Regions from separate parts of the Mus musculus genome. Here all the other regions are linked to region 3. The links are chromatin contacts, called in public Hi-C maps. All regions are on one chromosome and are shown on one strand. Each heading gives the region's core, a stretch centred on a gene start, on an enhancer-like site or on the middle of the called end of the contact. The rest is flanking DNA. Distances are from core to core; before and after follow the strand shown.

The links. A called contact is a pair of places that touch in the nucleus more often than the background predicts.
Region 1: a contact with region 3 is called in a Hi-C map of the N1E-115 cell line, with 5 times the contacts expected there. The contact joins two enhancer-like sites. A contact is called at or near these places in 1 of 39 promoter capture datasets (3T3-L1-derived adipocytes), 5 of 484 Hi-C or Micro-C datasets (ECoMG myeloid progenitors, the N1E-115 cell line, embryonic stem cells and 1 more) and 1 of 9 other capture datasets (liver).
Region 2: a Hi-C map of the N1E-115 cell line shows a contact between it and region 3, with 2.2 times the contacts expected there. The contact joins two enhancer-like sites. A contact is called at or near these places in 5 of 15 datasets of contacts at CTCF or cohesin (embryonic stem cells, large pre-B cells, pro-B cells and 1 more), 49 of 484 Hi-C or Micro-C datasets (the AML12 cell line, B cells, the C2C12 cell line and 23 more), 11 of 115 datasets of contacts at active chromatin or transcription factors (the HPC-7 cell line, acute myeloid leukemia, differentiating embryonic stem cells and 4 more) and 1 of 9 other capture datasets (embryonic stem cells).

Annotation. Positions count from the first base shown.
Region 1 is chr7:138,918,042-138,921,201 of GRCm38.p6, forward strand. No RefSeq gene overlaps it. Among named protein-coding and RNA genes, the nearest start is that of Bnip3, 10 kb to the left of the region's middle. Within about 2 kb of position 1,655, at least 284 of the 459 cell types and tissues checked have an H3K27ac peak or open chromatin away from gene starts, as enhancers often do. A contact at or near this core is called in the N1E-115 cell line, where this site is marked.
Region 2 is chr7:139,289,917-139,293,239 of GRCm38.p6, forward strand. All of the region lies in intron 2 of Gm32486 (a long non-coding RNA gene), which reads right to left. Among named protein-coding and RNA genes, the nearest start is that of Gm32486, 5.4 kb to the right of the region's middle. Within about 2 kb of position 1,970, at least 2 of the 459 cell types and tissues checked have an H3K27ac peak or open chromatin away from gene starts, as enhancers often do. A contact at or near this core is called in the N1E-115 cell line, where this site is marked.
Region 3 is chr7:139,064,573-139,067,718 of GRCm38.p6, forward strand. It overlaps Jakmip3 (janus kinase and microtubule interacting protein 3), which reads left to right. Exons shown (of 20, transcript NM_028708.2): 18 at 69-141; 19 at 734-1,686. The coding sequence ends at 119. Among named protein-coding and RNA genes, the nearest start is that of Dpysl4, 20 kb to the right of the region's middle. Within about 2 kb of position 1,254, at least 9 of the 459 cell types and tissues checked have an H3K27ac peak or open chromatin away from gene starts, as enhancers often do. A contact at or near this core is called in the N1E-115 cell line, where this site is marked.

The sequences.
Region 1 (3,160 bases), core at 405-2,904, 150 kb before region 3:
GACAGCCAGGGCTAAAGAGAAACCCTGTCTCGAAAAACCAAAAAAAAAAAAAAAAAAAAAAAAAAAAATCATAAAAGGAAAGAATACTTGAGATAACATCTAATCTAGGCGGGCAGCTTGTATCATTATCAATTGGCTCTGAAATTATTGTGTGGGCATCTTGTGAATTGAGAATTTATTGATATATAAATCTGACTGATTAATTATAAGCTTCTAGAGTTTTGATTTACTGATTAAGGGAATTTGTGATAACTAGCCTAGGGGGTGGATGCTGAGAAGGTACAAGAGGCTCTGAGGCAGGCAATCCGGAACCTGGGGCTGGCTTAGAGGTGGCAAGACCGTTGGGGACAGAGAGCAGCTGTGTATTGCGTGGGATGATACCATTTTTTATTACGTCCCACAACACATAAGCAATACACATATGTGATGTGCGTACATGCATACAGGCAAAACACCCATGTGCACATAAAATAAAACTTTTTAAGGAAGGGGGCCCTGGAGAAATGGCTCAGCAATTTAAAAACTTGCTGCTCTTACTGAGGACTCCAGTTTGGTTCCCAGGACCAGATCAGATAGATCATAAATCACCTACAACTCTAATCCAAGAGGACCCTGCACCCATATGGCACACGCTTACATAGACATAGACACACCAAAAAGTGATTTAAAAATAATAAAAAGGGCTGGTGAGATGGCTCAGTGGGTTAGAGCACCCGACTGCTCCAGAGTTCAAATCCCAGCAACCACATGGTGGCTCACAACCATCCGTAACGAGATCTGACTCCCTCTTCTGGAGTGTCTGAAGACAGCTACAATGTACTTACATATAATAAATAAATAAATCTTTTAAAAATAAATAAATAAATAAATAAATAAATAATAAAACTAACCTTCACAGTAGCCCTCTCTGATAAACAGTGCACTTTTCCTGTATAAAGAGCCAGAATAATACTGAGGGTTTGCATGGCCACACTGGCCATGGCCTAATAATTACATAGTGAGGACCCAAGCAAAAAGAAGATAGGGTGTATGAGCCAAAGGTGGCAGAAGTGACAAATGTGACTTTGACCCAGCTGGGAGAAGTCCCGGGGCATTGGGGAGAAGGGGTTATAAAGAGGATGTTTATTTCTCTGTAGTGAAATAAACCAGAGGTGGGAACCTGAAATGAATTCAGCCCCTGCTGGCTGTTAGCAGGAGTTCTGCCTCTGATGTGGAGGTAGGAAGGGCAGTTCAGCTCCAAGGAGCCCTCTGAGTGGCTTCCGCCTTGCCTTTCTGGCAGGAGCCTCCTGCATCAGGCTGTACTGACCACTCTGTTCTGCCTCCTTCCCTCCTCTAGGAAAACACCCACTTTTCCAGGAATTCACAGTGACGCCTATGCCACGCCAAGTTATTTTTAGAAACTGGCGTGATGAAATCTTCAGAATTGTAAACAACATGCACACGCTTTAGGTCCCAAGTGTACTTGTGCAGCGTCCCAGTTGGCTGCAAAGTGAGATCCCCGGGGAAGGAAAGCAGCGTGTACTTTGATAAAAGCCTGAACTGTACTCGCCAGAGAACGTTCAAAACAGGAAGCAGCTCAGGCTCCGAGAGTCAGGCACAGCCGAGCTGGGGCTGGACAGTATCCCCAAGGACCGTCAGGGTGCGCTGGGCTGTGGCCGCCGCTGTTGTTTGTCCTTGGTCGGTCGGTGAGGCAATAGCTCCAGGCCTGCTTCACAGAGATTGCAGAAGTGGAGTAACAGGTCAGGTGGCCTGAGACCAACATGCCAACAACTGTCTCAGGACGAAACGTGCCCAACAGCACTCTGTCGTGTAGCCTCTCAGGGCACACGCCCATACCCATGCCCGTAGCCATATCGCCACTTGGTGGTCCTGGCGCGAGGAAATGGGAGGAGACTATCTTAAGGAAGAAAGGGCTTTTATAGGGAGGAAAGGTAGATACAAGGTGGCTGTGAGCCAGAAGATGGCACTAGGCAGTCGCCAGCCCCAGTGAAAGTGTCTCTTTTTTCCTCTTTCTGGAACATTTCAATTGACCTTGATCTCTTGAGGCAAGTTTCTGTCATTCCTTTTTACGTTTGTTTGTCTGCTTGCTTGATTTCTTGTCTCACTTTTTTTGTTTGTTTGTGACAGTATTAATATATAACCCAGTTGATCTTGAACTTGCAATCAGTCTTCTTGCTTCAGCTTCCAGAGTGCCAGGATCACAGTCATGTCTCACCGTGCCGGCTCAGGAAGAATTGCCTTTTTGTTTGTTTGTTTGTTTGTTTGTTTGTTTGTTTGAAATAGGACAGGAGCTCTTGTATCCCAAAATGGTCACGAATTCACAACGTAGTGGAGGATGACTTTGAACTTCTGATGCTCCTACCTCTACCTACTGAGTACTGGGATCAGAGTGTGACCACACCCAGTACATGGGGTGCTAGGGCATCAAACCAGGGCTTTGTTGATGCTTGGTTACTACACTCTACCACACTCCTAGCCCTGTCATATGCTTATTTTACAAAGACAAACTTTTCAGTTTTGTAGAAAGAGTAAGCATCAAGGAGAAAGATTTTCCAAATGCCCCTGACCACCCCCTACACACACACACATACACACACACATGCACATACACACACATACACACACATGTACACATACACACACATACATACACACACATAAATACACATACACACACATAAATACACACATACATACACACACATGTACACATACACACACATACAAACACATACACACACACATACACATACATACACACATACATATACACATACACACACACACACACACACACACACACACACACACACACACACACGTACACACGAGTTCCTCTATCAGGATCCTCACCAGAGCGTTTTTCTTTGTTAAACCACACAACTATGGAGTCACCAGTGGACCTGTGGTCCATGTTGCTTTTGCTGCCTGCTCTCTGGACCTGACTCATGCAGAATGGATTACCGTGTTAAGTCCCTGCCCTCTGTCTCAACATCCCACCCCCTGGTAACACCACTTTTTTTTTTTTCCTTTCTCTACAGACTTATCTTTTCCAGAATGGCACCGATAGGAGCCTACAGCATAACTTTTTCAGTCTGGCTTCTCTCAGTATTTGTTTTGTTTGTTTGTTTGTTTATGTTAGAAAGGGTCTCACTATGTA
Region 2 (3,323 bases), core at 720-3,219, 230 kb after region 3:
TCAATGCCAACTGCATCTGTAGCAGGTACCTTTGTGAGGCCTGGAGACACCCTATCCCTGGAGGATAGTGGAAACAACAAGTGCAGGGTCTCAGGAATGTGAGATCAGGGTGTTACCCTGCCAGCCTGTGAAATGAGTGCTGAAAGGAAAGGACATTTTATGATCTAATATTAATTTTTCCTCAAAAACAAAAACAAGCCAAAACGTGCCAGCTAGTATTTGGTCACTGTGACAAAGTCCAGGAGACAATGAAGGAAGTAAAGGTTTACCCTGGCTCACAGTTTCAGGGGTTCCAGTTCAAGGTGGGTTAGCTCTGTGGCTTTGTCAGCTGAGAGCATCATGGCTGGTGTGTGTGTGGCAGAGATCCCTGCTTACTCTATAGGTGCCAAGAAGCCGAGAGCAAGAGGAAGGGACTAGGGTGCTAATAACCCCTTCAAAGGCACAGTCAGTCCTCTGCTCTATGTCTAGTTAGTCCCTTCTCCTAAGACTCCATGATCTCACTGGAGCACCAAACTGAGGACCAAGACTTCACCACACAGTCACAGAGGAGTCAGCTAAGGCTCAAGCTACAGTAGTGTGAGAACTCAAGTAGCACAGAAAGTTAAGGGGAGAGCTGTTGAGATCCCCCATGGCCCCCAAGCACAGCAGCGTCCTCCTCCAAGCAGTGCATGCTCGGCTGCAGAGCTGCTGGTGTAGCCCTGGCTGTCCTAGTACTTTCCCTATAGATCAGGCTGGCTTCAAACTCAGAGATATGCCTGAGTCTGTCTCTTTTTCCCAAGTGCTGGGATTAAAGGTGTGTGCCACCATTGCCTGGCTTGGGTACCGCACTTTAAATGAGATCGGATTTGTTTCCATCTCTCTCCCCTCCCTGGATTATGTTGTTCCTGCTTCTGACTCACACCTTGGTGGATGGATGTGACTTCTGATGTTCTCTGTAGCCCCAGTGAAACCGAATCAGGACAATGTCAAGCAGTGGAAGACCAGACAACTAAATCTCGGGGGTCACAAATAGCACAAGCAAAAGAATGACATCTAGCCGGGCAGTGGTGGCGCACGCCTTTAATCCCAGCACTTGGGAGGCAGAGGCAGACGGATCTCTGAGCTCGAGGCCAGCCTGGTCTACAAAGTGAGTTCCAGGACAGCCAGGGCTACACAGAGAAACCCTGTCTCGAAAAACAAAACACAAAACAAAACAAAACAAAACAAACAAACAAAAAAAAAGAATGACATCTAGAAACTGCAATCTGGAGATTGAAGACATTCATTGGAATAACTTAAAAGGCTACTCATCTGGGCAAACAGTGCTTGCCTACAGTCCCAGCACTAAAGAGGCTGAAGGGGGAGGGGTGTGAGTTCAAGGCTAGCCTGGGCTACATGTTAAAAGCAAAATCAAGGTGAGCCTGGGCTACATGTCAAAAGCAAAACCAAGGTTAGCCTGGGCTACATGTCAAAAGCAAAACCAAGGCTAGCCTGGGCTACACGTCAAAAGCAAAACCAAGGAACTCATCAAATGCCGTCAGAAGCTTGGGGAAGAAGGCAAATTCAAAATGAAACGTGAACCCCACTCTCCCTTGTCCTGGGCTTCTTTATAAAACCTATTTTCTTATTTAAAAAGGAGTCCACACCTCTTATAAATGCAATCACAAAGCACCAGTGGAAAACGTGTCCTGAGCCACCGTTAATGTCTGGCACATGCAGAAACTATCCTAGTTCACCCTGATCAAGATTTCTCAGGAAAGTTTGCAGGCACAACACATGCATACTCGTGTGTGTGTGTGTGTGTGTGTGTGTGTGTGTGTGTGTGTGTGTGTGTGTTCACAGATGCACACATGTACATTTTTAACTGTTACAACTGTTAGAACCAAATGGCTCTAGAGATGAGGTACTGAGGCTCTATCCAGACACGCCCTTTCTGCTGGCAAGAACAGTGGAGCTGGGGGAGGCAGCGGGGAGAAGGCAGAGAGCAGAAAGCAGGAGATCCTTTATAGGCAAGGGACATCGGAAAGGGACTGGATGGTATGCTGGAACAGAGCAGCCTGGGACAGGAAGGTCCTTGTCTCTTCTTGAGCTGTGGTTGGGTGTAAGATGAGATGTTTAAAGAGATAAGGAAGAACCAGAACTATTCTGGAATCCCAGGAGAGATTTGGGGGATGGTACAAGTCTGCACGGCTGCTCCCGTGATGCCCCTCCAACAGGGCTGGCATGCTCACTTGCAACCTATTTCTTCATGGTTAGTTTCTTCCTATGGCATTTCTCCACAAAGTCACAGGCACTGACATCAAGTCCACATGGATACTCAGGGGAGCCACCAAGGAGAGAGGACTGTATCTTAGTGAGAGCGATATATTGGCTCAGCTCTTCCAATGAGTTCTTAGCAAAGAGCAGGGCACTGTTAATAATACTGTAAAAGTTCTGACATTAATGACAGATTTTTATTGTAAGCACCTTGTCCTAGTCACTGTTCTATTACTGTGAAGAGACACCACGACCAAGGCAACTCTTATAAAAGAAAGCATTTAACTAACGGGTGGCTGTCGTATAGTTTCAGAGGGCTCACCATGTTAGGGAGCACGGTGGCAAGCATTGTGCTGGAACAGTATCTGAAAGCTACATCCTGATCTGCGAGCATGAGAGAGAGAGAGAGAGAGAGCGAGAGAGAGAGAGAGAGAGAGAGAGAGAGAGAGAGAGAGGACAAGAGTGAGCAAGCTGGCATGGACTTTTGAAATCTCAAAGCCCACCCTCAGTGACACAGCTCCTCCAACAAGGCCACACCCACTCCACACTTCCTAATCCTTCTCAAACAGTGTCACTCCCTGGTGACTAAACACACACTACTTTGGTTTTTTGTTTGTTTTGTTTTGTTTTGTTTTGTTTTGTTTTGTTTTGTTTTGTTTTGTTTTGTTTTGTTTGAGATAGTGTCTCACATAGCTCAGGCTGGCCCTGAACTCTCTGTGTGTCAGAGGATATCCTTGAACTCTCAATACAGCTACCTTTACTTCTCATTGATAGTTCTATAGGCATGAGCCACCATATTTTACACCCAATTACACCCAATTACACAAAATACAATTATTTTGTGTAGTGCTAGGGACCTAACCCAGAGCTTTGTGCATATTAGGTCATTGCTCTACTGAGTTACAGACACAGCACTCAAGCACCCCTTTTAATGTTTAATTTTTTTCTTTAAAGCTAAGATATAGGGACTTTAGTGGTGTTAAAACCATAACCAAAAGCCGTTAGCCTCTGTCCTAGGACCTGGCTGCCTTGAGCTGAAAACAAGTCAGACAAGCAGGCGCTCTTTGGCAGCCGTGGAGACAGCTCTC
Region 3 (3,146 bases), core at 4-2,503:
TCTTTTTCTCCTCTTTCTCTTTCTTTTTTTCTCTCCTGTTTTTTTTCTGATTCCCCTTTCCTTTTCAGTTTTTATTTTTGTTCTTGTTTTTCTCCCTAGCTTTCATTCTCTGGTCATAGCTGTTCTTGGCACACTGAACTGGTGAGTACATCAGAGGCTGGCACTTTCTGGTGAAGGTCCTGCTCCTTCTTATGGGAGACACTGGTATACCCTGTTGCCTGGGCAGCTGCCTGCTTCCCCCCCCCCCAGGAAAGCAGAAAGGCAACTCCTGGGTCTTCCAAAAGCTCCGTGTAAAGCTACCCCCCTCCCCCAGAAACCAGAAACCCTTCTCCAGGCACTGGGCCCATGAGAGGGTATAAGGCATGCTCATGACCGGCACCCAGTGCCAAAGTCAGTGTTCACTAGACAGTAGAAGGTGGTTTTGTAATTTTCCTGTGTCCTCTGTAGCTCAGGTTTCATGTCCCCAAGTTACTGGGTCACCCACAATCATGGAAATGGTACGAGTGTAGAGCCAGTGCCCTGGCTGTAGACAAAGGCCACACTTGGTCACCACTCTCTGCTCAAGTGTATTATGTCACACTTGGGACATATTGACACTGTTCATCTCAGGGCCCTGGCCCTGATATCCAGAGGGTGCAGAGAGATCTCTCTCAGGGGAACAGCAGTTGTATCTGCCATCTCTTTTCATCCACTAACTCCTGTGCTCTTCTCCCCCCCCCGCCCCCCCCCCCAGCCCTCTGCAAAGGCAGACCTTTGTCCTCTAATGGGACCAGAGAGCAGCAGGTGCCAGAGAAAGTGTGGAGAATTGCACTTCAACACTGAAGACTTGCGAGTGTTTGGGCTCTGTGCCCCGCCCTGTGGAGGATGAGGGCAAAAGCACTGTGACCTGCAGCTACTGTCCACTTGGGGTGAGCCAGGACTGGAACTGGTCTTGCTGACTAGTGCTTCTCCAGGAGAGGTCTAGCTTTGACTGCTGGTGACTTTCAGCCCAGAGAGTAGGCCCCACCCCAATCACACCAATGTGTAATGTTCCCTGCCGTGCAGGGGTAAGAATTGCTCCCGTGCTGGAGCCCACACTGGACACCCACCTCGTTCCCATAGTGACCATCAGTACTCTTGGAAGAAGATCTCAGAACTGCCCAGACTTGCCCCTAGTGGCAAGATGAAGGCTGTGGTCTCAGTGGTGACCCTGGGTGTCACACTGTGGTTACTCACTGTGGCCCTGAGCACTTGATGCTGAACAGACCCCAAGCCCAACCTTGTTCTGTCACACTGGTGTCTCTGTGAGGACAGCTGAGTCATGACCTCCCACCGGCCTCCTACCCTGTACTCCCAGACACAAAGGCTAGAATCCTATCCCCGGCTGCTGGTCAGGAACACAGTGGAAAGATCAGAGAAGAGGCCAGGGAGCATATGGGATGAGTCTGCAGAGGCCTGGCCCTGAAGAGTGTGGATCAAAGCACAGCCAAAGTATGGTGGAGTTGTGGCCCTCCTAGCCTGGAAGACCCCCAGCAGGTGGGCCTAGCCTGAGAACCTCAGGTGGCAAGGGCAGGTGACGAAGGTAGCTGAAGATGGCCTCGTCCACAGCCTGTGCACATAAGAAATGGTCCAGAAGAGAAGGTGAAGACAAGATGCTCCTAAGGGACCATCAGCCTCAGAAGGTAGCCACAGTGCAGTGGCCTACAGGTAGGTGGCAACATCTGCCCACTGGGGGCAGCCTTCCTTTCTGCACTATTTGAAGCCTTTTAGCTTAATTTAATGTGCCTTTTGAGATATGAACGAGGTCTCCCCTGCCAGAGGAGCCTGAGTGGCTATGTGGGCAAAAGGCTGGAAGCCTCCTGAATCCATTTCTAGATGTAACCCACAGATATGGGCTACATACTGTCCCTGTTCCTTCTAACTCAGATGTCTGCGCTCTCTGAGGAAGCTACCATGGCTAGTGCACTCCAGCTCCACCTTGCTGCTTGCAAAACTGAGACAGAAGCTTTCTATTTCATCTGTGATCAGACCCCTCACATAGTGGGAGCTTCCCTGATGCCCCCACACACATAGTGGGAGCTTCCCTGATGCCCCCACACACATAGTGGGAGCTTCCCTGTGCCCCGCACATAGTGGGAGCTTCCCTGTCCCCCTCACATAGTGGGAGCTTCCCTGTCCCCTGTACAGTGGTGAGCTCAAATGAACACAGGGTACCCTCCTCCCCATCTCTACAGACTGGAAGCTCATCCCTGTGATACAAAATGCTCCATCCTGCCCAGTTCCCACTGAAGATGTCAGAAGCAGCAACAGTGTGGGCAAAACCAATCCACTACACATATAACACAAATTGAGCCCAGTGCCTGGCACATTAGAGAAAAGTTCTCTACTCTTGAGCTATATGCCTAGCCTTTCTTACCTTCTATTTTCAATCAGTGCTCCATTAAGTTACCCAGAACTCACTCTGAACCCCAGGGGTGAACACTGTGTTCCTGATGACTCGACCTTCCAAGTAGCCAGGAGGACAGCCCTAGCTATACTGTGGGTAGAACAGATTCCATGACAAGATGGTCCTGTTGGCTCCAGGCCCTGGGACAAATCAAGAGTTTGGTCCCCTCTGGGCCACACCCAGACCATTGTGAGAGGAGGTGACTGAGGAAAAGGCTCCCCAGATCTGCTCTGAGGCTCACTGGGAATTGGGAAAACACTGGGTGTGTGCATCTCTTGGGATATGGAGGCCTGGGGCAGCTTCCTCTGAGGGATGGAGCTTGCCCAGTTTAGGGAAGGGTACAGAAATTCCAAGTCCTCACACCCAGGGTTACCTACAGCTTGCAGTGGGGTGTTGGCTCCAGTGTGGCCCGTTCAGCAGAGACATCCCACCACCTAAGAATGTCGTGTGGTTTCCTTGTAAGTGGTCCTGGTGAGGCCGCCTGTCCTGCCACTGACAGAGCAGAGCCTAGAACTTACCAGGGAGCGTGGTGGAACCTATTGCTGAGCATGGGGGACAGAAGTTTATGAAGGCAGGGGTGGGAGCTTAGAGGATGTCACATATGGAGACCAAGCACGTGCTTCAGAGTGGTAGGGACTAGCCCCCTTTTCAGCTACAGTAAAAGAGAAGTGCTGTGTAGCCATTTTTCCTGTACATGTGCTTCTCCTCATGAGCTCTCCTG